3 separate regions of the Zea mays genome follow, and all the other regions are linked to region 1. Evidence: chromatin contacts called from public Hi-C data. All regions are on one chromosome and are shown on one strand. Each heading gives the region's core, a stretch centred on a gene start, on an enhancer-like site or on the middle of the called end of the contact. The rest is flanking DNA. Distances are from core to core; before and after follow the strand shown.

Region 1 (3,328 bases), core at 481-2,980:
TTACCCTACAAGAAATAACTTGCGTAATTATCTTTTTATCCTGTTACGTCATCTCTTGATTACTTGTCGGTTTCTGTGCTCTGGTTGCTGCTGCTTTGGGCTTCGGGAATACTTGTACTACCAGTTGGCCATGGTTGGTTTGAAAGGTTATGTTACTGCAAGCCATGGATCTGTAGTGTCTACGAGGTCCTATCGAGGTCGCTCATACAGACGATGGGGTGAACGATGTGTTATTCTTTCATTCAATTTCTGTGTCTGGAAGATTACATGAAGAGGAGAGTAACTTGGGAGAGGGGGAAAGAACAGAACTGCAAAATACTGACTAAACCCAGCCCTGGTGTTCTCGCTCTATTTATATGTTCACTTAGGATATGTTTGGTTTAAAGTCAAAGTAGTATGAGGTGGGGTGAAACAACCTCTCGATTTTTTGGGATTACACCGCTACCAAAAATTACTTCGGTTTTGTCTCGTCCTCACGTGACTTATCCAAACACTATAGAAACTGTAGTCGTCTTCTTCCATCACTCTTTGTACATCTAACTCTTCAACGTTTCAGGCCCGCTGCCGTGCCCAGCCCGTTGTCAGTGGACGCTTCACCTGTATTATTAGACGTGGAGGTCCTTGAGAACTAAACTGGTGTCGTTGTCAGTGGACGCTTCACCTGTATTACTAGACGTGGAGGTCGTGACACTGTCCCCTCCTTGAGAACTAAACTGGTGTCGATGGATAGTGACTTTTCATAACGTAGTAATCTTCCAAGTTGTAGCGTCAAGTGGCAAAGAACTCCATTTGATCAACACCTGAACAACCGTGGTGTTACCACGCTTAGACAAGCGATGATCCAGAGTAGCTTCTGGCTGAGCAGCACTGATGTCGAGCGAAGGAATCATAGGTGAAGAAAATATAGGAGTAAAATCCGGAGTAAAGCCCTTAAGCCGGGAAACGTGGAAGGCGTGGTGAACTTGAGAGCCATTAGGCAACTGTAAGCAAAAGAGCCAATACGCTCCAGAAATATTTGTATGACAATTTGGGGCCACTAGGAACCACCACTAAAGACTGCACATAAGGCTGAAGTTTGAGCAAGACACGTTCGCCCACTTGAAAAGAACACTATGTCTGGTTGGCATCGGCATATTGTTTCATTTTCAGTTGAACGCGAGCCAATTGAGACTTGAGAATGTCAGTGAACACCTGGCGTTCCTGAAGTAAAGATTGCACATCTGTGTGACCAGACTGAAGCTGTGGAGGCACCACATCGTAAGACGCATCATGGCCATACAAAGCTTTGAAGGACTGCATTGCAGGGAGGAGTGAAAGGTAGCATTAGACTATCTTGAGTAGTTTACCTATCTCATACCCATATTTAAACTTCACTCTACGAACATTGCACTCTACAGTGCAGAAACAGTGCAAAAATAGTGTTTTTAATAAGCTATGAGTAATCTGTTAGAGGTGGTCTTATACCAGAATTCCGCCAAAGAAAGTCACTTGACCCACTTTTTCGGGGTAGCATGCACTGAACACCGTAAAAACATCTCAAGGCATTGATTGACACGCTCCGTGTGTCCATTGTTTTGAAGGTGGTAAGCCGAACTAAGCTGTAGCTTGGTGTCAATGTCACCAGCAGGCCTTCTTCAGTACCGGATGCAGCATCAGGTGATCAGGAGGAGGTGCTAGGTGGTCTACAGGAGACGAGCCAATCATTACCAAGTGATGGGCCGGAGGTTGACAATGGTAATGGGCCGAGGACGGACGTTCGCGCACGAAGGCCGAACCCACGCGTCATCGGGTTGTAGTGGACTATCTGAAGCCTGTTATATGCGTGGACAGGAGGGTGGAGAAAGCTAGGAACATTTTTGTAATAATCTGATAGTGTTCTACTTCCTCCTCGCGTCTTCCTCTACCTCCTCTACCTGTTGCCTTCTTGTTACTGCTACACTATCGTGGTGTCACACATGGATTTAAGAGAAAATTCAGATGCATCTTAAATATGTGTTAAGATTAAATCTGACACATATGATGACTCATGTTACATAAATCAATATCAGATCTTTATTATATAATAGAATTTCGTACAAAGATACCTGAGCAAAATACATTGTATAATGACAACGATCCTCTACAACCATAGTTGACTAGGAGACGACGAACTAGATCTCTCGCCGACCTCATCACAACATCTTCCATGCTCCTCCGGCAGTACCTGTTCTTGACATGATGTGATTATAGCAAGAGTGAGCTCTCATACGATCATCGCTCAACAAGTGTGGGGAAAAGTGTGTATGAGCTCACTTACAGTGGGGGCTCATGTGTATTACCAAGAAAAATAGTTAAGGCTAAGCATTACTTTTAAATAAGTTGGTCAAAATTTTATTAACAATTACTAAGTATAAGTAAATATTATCCCAATTAAATAATTGATTATAATGAATAATAAATCCCACAATGAAATCCATGACAGATTAAATTTAATTACATAAATTAATGATGTGAGGGTTCGAGCCACTCTTAACCGTGAGCACGACTGGTATACCAGTTTTACACTCTGCAGAGGTTGTGCATCTTTACCCACAAGCCATGATACCCATCTGCCACGGGTCATGAATCCGATACACCTCTACCGAGAAGGCGAGACAGGATATCACTATGAGACTTTTCTAAAGTTCCACTAGTTTGACAAAACCCACTACGGTTTCAGGCAAAAGGGAACATATGAATCCCTCGTAGGGATGACAATTTTACCCGCGGGTTCGGATATCCGTCAGATATCTGACCCATCGGGTTTGGGTTCGAGCACAAAATTTAACTCTTGGGTCTCACTCGTACTCCCGGCTTCCACATACAGTCGTCATCACCAGGACTAGGAGGCAAGACTATAAGAGACTCGCCCACGCTCACCATGCTCCTGGAGTCCTGCTTTGGCATTCTCCATTTGGCCATCCCCTCCAGCAGTTCGACCTCCACTGCTCCATGCCTCAGTGCAGGTTTGGCCCCAAGCGCGGCGGTGCAGGTGCTGACAAATCTCTATCTATCTCCCTGAAATTCGCCTAGAGGGGGGGGGGGGTGAATAGGGCGAATCTGAAATTTATAAACTTAAGCACAACTACAAGCCGAGTTAGCGTTAGAAATATGGACGAGTCCGAGAGAGAGGGTGGAAAACAAATCGCGGGCAAATAAAGAGTGAGACACGATGATTTGTTTTACCGAGGTTCGGTTCTCGCAAACCTACTCCCCGTTGAGGTGGTCACAAAGACCGGGTCTCTTTCAACCCTTTCCCTCTCTCAAACGGTCACTTAGACCGAGTGAGCTTCTCTTCTCAATCAAACGG
Region 2 (3,328 bases), core at 456-2,955, 150 kb after region 1:
TATTTTGATGATCTTGACAAATAAATAACAGCTATCATCAAAGGCAATAATATACAAAATCCGACTATTCCAAGAAGCATTATCCCACCAGATGCACCATCAATATTTAGTAAAAACTTGGGCAAAGCAATGCCCATTTGCAGCCCCTGAATCATAAACAAGATGTATTACCCGTTAGCTTTAGCAGTTCATGGAACATGTGTTGCAAAATTTAGCTCTGATTGAGACATTAGGATCTAATGATGCTAATATTACCTGCCGCCCATCAGGGTGACCATATTTCTCATAATTCTCACGAGATATAGGATCAGTTAATGCTTGATATGCCTTGGATATATATTCAATGAAGTATTTATGAGCCTCTGGGTATGTGTGGGAGAAAAGGCGTAAGAAGAGTTCACCAGGTAAGATATATTTTTTCTTCATTGAGCAACATTAATAATTTATTATAGTGTTACAAATGAGGTACCTGGATCAGGATTTTTATCAGGATGGTACTGAATAGAAAGTCTCCTATATGATTTCTTGATATCAGATTCAGATGCCCCAGCTTCCAGTCCAAGAATACTGAAAGGCTCAAAAACTTGGACCTAAGAAAATTCAAAGCGAAATCATATAACAAATACTGTAATTATATCATGTTATAGACTTGCATGTATAATATCTTCATTTCACTGAATGTTTACGTAATATCAGTATAAAGATGGTTACATAATGGGCATGTTCGATATAAAGAGGCAGGGACATGTCCAACCCTGAAGTCACAAATATCTATGCTAGGAAACACATAACTCTATCTGGAATTAAGTAAGAATCAGACTATAGTTTAGACAAATCACAAATCACGTACAAATGACAACCAAATGAGTTTCCACTAGTAAGGAAAAAAAAAGGCAAATGAGGACAGTGGAAAGTATAAGCAGTTAAGCACTAGGACAGAGCACTTCCAACTGCCGAGAAAAACAGAAGCAGATCTGAGTTATGTTAACTTGATAAGTATACTTGTATCGCAGAAAGAATTGCTCTATCTGATAGCATCAAATTCTTAAGTAGCCCAAAGTTCACATACCTCACGGCTAACAAGCTTTATGTAGTAAACCAGGAATATCATAACAATCCAGAGCAGAAGGATGGTTAGGTTACTGCACGTGGAGAAGTTGGATATCTGTGAAATAAGGGAAGCAGAACTTATTAGTCAGAACAGCAAATCAAGCAACACCCCAAAACAGAAACCAAAAGTAGCCGAACAGAAGAAGTTTAAGAAAAAACAAGAACAAGAACGCGCCGTCCGCACCCTCTTGTAGATCGACTTGCGGTACTTGCCGGAGCGGTGGCAACCCGAGCAGCGGCAGTGGATGGTCTTCGCCTTCTCGGAGGCAGCGCGACACAAGCGCAGGATCGTGTAGGGCACGAGGGGCAGCGCGATCATGGTGAGTATAAAAATCAGGAACAGCGAGCTGTTCTCCTCTGCGGCCGCCATGGCTGCTGTGACCTACCTCCGCTCTCCCGCCCGGCTCGTCTGCGATGTCGCAGGATTTTGCGGAGCCAGGGCCGGATCTGGCAGTGAGGCGGCGGGAGGTGGTACGGGGCGCGCGGATCTGAGGGGTCGCCGGCAGGCGGAGCCACGGACGGAGGCGCGGCCGATTGGGATAGGTTTTGGGGTGTCTTCAGCGGTGCCGCGGTGGGCTGTAGCCTGTAGGCGGTAGTGGTACCACGACACGGAATCGGCACCGCAGAGTCGGTTTGGAGACAAAGCGGGGATGCAGTGGCCTCTCTCTCTCTCTCTCTCTCTCTCTCTCTCTCTCTCTCTCTCTCTCTCTCTCTCTCTCGTGTAAGGACCAAAACGGTAGGAAACGATTGAAAAACACTAGGCAATGTTTGGTTGAAGAGCCAAGTATAACGGAGTCATTCCGTCCTAGTTATGTTGTTGTTCGGTTATAAAGTAATTAGAACGGAATGTCTCTAATTAGGGAATATTTTTCTCAGATCCGAAATCATTCCGCTCCAAAAAATCAACCGAACGGAGCCGCTCTGTTCTCATCCCGCTCTCACAGTCACGCTCCGTTCCGTTCACTCTGCAACCAAACAAAAAACAGAGCTGCTCCGTTACAGATTACCAAACACAGAACAGAGCGGCTCCGTTCCTAAAATCAGGGATGGAACGGCTCCGTTCTACTTGGCTCCTCAACCAAACACTACCTAATACCGTTACTGTTTTCATATTTTGTTATCGGAAACGAAATCGGAAACGGTAATTTCGAAAACAGAAACGACATCGGTATTTCGAAATCATCGTGTCGGGGACCATAATTAGGGATACCACCAAAACTCCTAATCTCAGCTGGTAACCCCCGTCAGCACAAAGCTGCAAAGGCCTGATAGGCGCGATTCAGGACAAGGCTCCGTCCACTCAAGGGACACGATCCCGCCTCGCCCGAGCCCAGCCTCGGGCAAAGGCAGGCGACCCAGTAGGATTCACGTCTCGCCCGAGGGTCCCCTCAAGCAACGGACGCACCTTCGGCTCGCCCGAGGCCCAGGCTTCGCGGAGAAGCAACCTTGGCTAAATCGCCACGCCAACCGACCATATCGCAGGGGCATTTAATCCTGACGCGCGCTCCTCAGTCGAAAGAGCCGAAGTGATCGCAGTCACTTCGCCGCTCCACTGACCGAACTAACAGGAAAACAGCGTCGCCTGCCCTGCTTCGACTATTGTGCCACTCGACAGAGTGATGCTGACAGCAGCCAAGTCCAGCCTCGGGCGCCATAGGAAGCTCCGCCTCGCCCGACCCCAGGGTTCGGACTCAACCTCGACCTCGGACGACGGACTCCGCCTCGCCCGACCCCAGGGCTCGGACTCAGCCTCGACCTCGGACGACGGACTCAGCCTCGACCTCGGACGACGGACTCCGCCTCGCCCGACCCTAGGACTCGGACTCAGCCTCGACCTCGGAAGACGGTCTCCGCCTCGCCCGACCTCAGGGCTCAGACTCGACCTCGACCTCGGAGGAGCCTCCGCCTCGCCCGACCTCGGGCTCGGACCGACCACGTCACAGGAGGGGCCATCATTACCCTACCCCTAACTAGCTCAGGCTACGGGGAACAAGACCGGCGTCCCATCTAGCTCGCCCCGGTAAACAAGTAATGGTGGCACCCCGCGTGCTCTATGACGACGGCGGCTCTCAGACCCTTACGGAAGCAAGGAGACGTCAGCAAGGATTCGACAGCCCCGACAGCTGTACTTCCACAGGGCTCAAGCACTCCTCCGACGGCCACGACATCACATGAACAGGGCGCCAAAACCTCTCTGACTGCCACGACAGCATGTACT
Region 3 (3,328 bases), core at 519-3,018, 140 kb after region 1:
GCGTGATCAGAGGTTCGTTTGAACAAACTCACGGAGAAGGTAATCCTGGCAAGGCGGGTCCACATGACAGCCAATAATCCCTGGTAGAGCACGTGGGCGACGCGATGGTGAGGCTGGTCGCACGGGCATAGGTGTTGGCGCGAGTGATGGACGGATGGGACTCGGGCTGGAGCCGGGGGCCATGGCTCAGCGACAATAGAGCGTGTGGCCAGCCAGCACCCGCTCGGCAAGGATGGTGGGACGCATGGTGGTTGAGAAAACACGTAGGGCACGTTCAGTTACACCAATCTAGAGGGGGATTGGAGGGGATTAAATCCCCTCCTAGTCAAAAATGACTAGGCTGGAATTTAAACTCCTCCAATCCCACTCTGGATTGGTGTAACCGAACAAGCCTGTAATGGGCTGGTTTTACTCGGACGAGCAGGCGAGTGTCTTCTTTTTTCTTTTTATTTCCCTTTTTCTTTTCTTTTCTATTTTGGTTTTCAAATTTCAAATCAACTCAAATATGAGCTAGCATTTAATATATAAATCCAACAAAACAAGAGACCCAACAAATACTTTTAAATATAAAATGCACATACATGATTCCTTTTAAGAAAACGTGATTTTGACTGTGTAGCCCTATCAGAGATATATATTCAAAAATCAATACTAATTACTTATTTACTAGAGGAGAAGTCAGTATATGATTTTTACCATGAATTACTTTATTCCAAATGTTTTTAAACAGTATTTTATTTAAAAGGGAATAATAAATGGATTGAAAGACTTTCTTTTATTTGTTGCTCCAACTTTTAGTTTTAAGTTTTGAATCTATGTTGTGAATACCAAATTCTTACTTGTTATTGTTTATTTAATTTAGAGAGATATACTTTATATAAGAAAGAAATTATTAGTAGTAGACATTTTATCTTAAATATTTTGAAGAAACTTTTATAAATCTCAAAATAGGTTTCAGGTATTACACCTGGTGAATCATAACGATTGGTATCAAATTCGTCGGTTTTGGGAACTTCTAGCAGCGCTGGATCAATCGCCCGTTCACGAGTACTTCACTCATTACCAGCATCACCAAGGGATGATGGAGGCTACCATGAAAGTCCTTCTCGACGAGATGGACAAGCGATTCTCTGCCATGGATCTGAAGTGGGAGAAGTGATTTGGCGATTTCACCTAAGCCAAGGATCAGCGTATGTCGGCTCTGTAATCGACTCGCTCCGATCTAGAATCCCGGCGGTCAGCGGTGGAGTCCTCCATAGATGATATCAAGCTGGAGCTGCGGAAGCTGAACAAGCTCTAGGATCGGTCGAACTTTGAGAGTTCAGCGCTAGATCTTGGACTCCTTGCCAGACCGGAGTCGATGCCCGCGCGCCTACCTGCCAGATTACACACCAACGGCCCTATTGGGCACCGTGAAGAATTCAGTCACCGGGGTCAGGTGTTTGGGTCAGTTACGACCTACCTTCCTGACCTGGTCAAGGGTACGCTTCCCTACTATTTGATGGCCACGTTATCATGGGCCATTGTTTGATACATGTTCGACACGCGCTCGCTGGGGAGATTATGTTGGGCAATCCACGGGAAAAATGCTTAAACTACCATTTCCACTATTTGATGGCCACCACCCTCGGTTGTGGATTTCACGTTTTGAGACTTATTTTGATATGTATCAGGTGGATCCAGAGTCGTTGGTGAAGAATTATTCCATGCATCTGTCACCTATGGTGTCATGTTGGTTTTAGTTTGTTGTGTTCCACAACTCAAGTCTGTCCTAGCCCCTATTTTGTAAGCTTGTGCACGAGCGTTTTGGTAAAGATCAATATCATCTCTTGTTGTGTCAGCTGTTTTGCATTAGACAATTGGCTAGCGTGTTAGAGTACATTGAACATTTTTCGTCCCTTGTGGATCAATTGTCGGTGTATGATTCAGTTGTTGATCCCTTATATTACGCAACTCGTTTTGTGGATGGCCTGCGTGATGATATTCGTGTTGTTGTCTTGATGCAACGACCTATGGACATGGATACTGCTGGTTCCTTGGCGCTTTTGCAGGAGAAGGTCATTGCTCCGGGAATGCGAGACGAATTTCACAAGGGAGACAGAGGATCGTGGGGGAAGCCTATGTCCGAGTCTCATGTTCATGTTCTGGCACAAGCGGATCGACGTCCATCGGTCCAAGGCCAAAATGCTGAAGAAACATTGGCATCCCTTCGGGCCTTTCGTCGAGCAAAAGGATTGTGTGAACGTTGTACTAAGAATTGGCAACAGGGGCACACATGCATCACTACTATCCAGTTGCACGTTCTTTAGGAGGTTTGGGACCTCTTTCCTACTAAAGAAGCTTCTTCTCAGCTGGATTCTAATGGGGGCACACATGCATCACTACTATCCAGTTGCACATACTTTAGGAGGTTTGGGATCCCTTTGCGTAGGGGCACTAACGAAGATTAGTTGGGACCTTGCATAGTTCCGGATACCTCGGTAAAAATACCAGCGTCATCCATAAGAGTTTGCATCTCTACTATCTCTTTACCTTCTGCATTTACATTAAGTACTTAAGTTTCGATCTCTCCTTTCTAGTTAGAATATATAGTATTGAAATTTAGGCTTTGCGATAGAGATAGCAACACTTAGACAAAACCTAGTTTGCACATTCTAGATTGTTTATTTGCAAAAGTTTTGTTCTAGGGATTTAATTGTGGCCTAGTTTAGAGATAGTTTTTAGAAGTCCTAATTCACCCCCCCCCCCTAGGTGTCACCGTTTCCTTCACTATGTTTTTTATCATGACATTTTGAGTTTAATTATGTATTTTGGTGTTCAAGTTGTAAAACATCATCCCCGGATGTCACAAGTCCTTGTGCAAATGATGCACATGTTTAGAGGGAGGATATGCTACAACTGGACTCTTTGAGACTAATGAGTTTTCTTAAGTGATTTTGGTGTAGTCTAAAAGGTGATGCAAGGGAAATGATGAACTTGGCCAAAGAAACAGGCTTCCACTGCATAATTGTATCATTGTATCATGTTCAAGTTGCCCTTGGTGTTCATTGCCTTATTGCTCTTCATTTGCGATTTTTTGGTGAGGCAATGAGGTTTTTAGGCCACTAGTTCCTCTGTTTTGGTGCTTAATGCCAAAGGGGGAGAAATTAAGGCCAAAGCAACTAGATCAACCGCCACTTGTGAATTTCAAAAATTATTATGTTTAGAACTTGTCTTTTGATCAAACCCCTCTTGATGCAAAACTACTCTCTTATAGGGGAGAAATCTTTCTTGTGGGAAAAAGGGGGAGCTTTTGGCTTTTGATCAAAACTAGCCTTGAAAAATGTCT

What was found. Hi-C and Micro-C count contacts between places; a contact is called where the count stands out from the background.
Region 2: a Hi-C map of leaf shows a contact between it and region 1, with 6 times the contacts expected there. The contact joins the promoter of LOC100384319 here to the enhancer-like site in region 1. A contact is called at or near these places in 4 of 25 Hi-C or Micro-C datasets (ear, endosperm, leaf and 1 more).
Region 3: a Hi-C map of endosperm shows a contact between it and region 1, with 2.4 times the contacts expected there. The contact joins two enhancer-like sites. A contact is called at or near these places in 5 of 25 Hi-C or Micro-C datasets (ear, endosperm, leaf and 2 more).

Annotation. Positions count from the first base shown.
Region 1 is chr2:84,112,706-84,116,033 of Zm-B73-REFERENCE-NAM-5.0, forward strand. It overlaps LOC100304405, which reads left to right. Exons shown (of 20, transcript NM_001165841.1): 20 at 1-45. Among protein-coding and RNA genes, the nearest start is that of LOC100304405, 41 kb to the left of the region's middle. Within about 2 kb of position 1,731, at least 13 of the 20 cell types and tissues checked have an H3K27ac peak or open chromatin away from gene starts, as enhancers often do. A contact at or near this core is called in ear, leaf and tassel, where this site is marked.
Region 2 is chr2:84,266,866-84,270,193 of Zm-B73-REFERENCE-NAM-5.0, forward strand. It overlaps LOC100384319 (DnaJ protein ERDJ2A), which reads right to left and starts at 1,706. Exons shown (of 10, transcript NM_001322052.1): 1 at 1,295-1,706; 2 at 1,070-1,165; 3 at 470-590; 4 at 256-362; 5 at 1-146. The coding sequence starts at 1,480.
Region 3 is chr2:84,250,778-84,254,105 of Zm-B73-REFERENCE-NAM-5.0, forward strand. No RefSeq gene overlaps it. Among protein-coding and RNA genes, the nearest start is that of LOC100384319, 16 kb to the right of the region's middle. Within about 2 kb of position 1,769, at least 8 of the 20 cell types and tissues checked have an H3K27ac peak or open chromatin away from gene starts, as enhancers often do.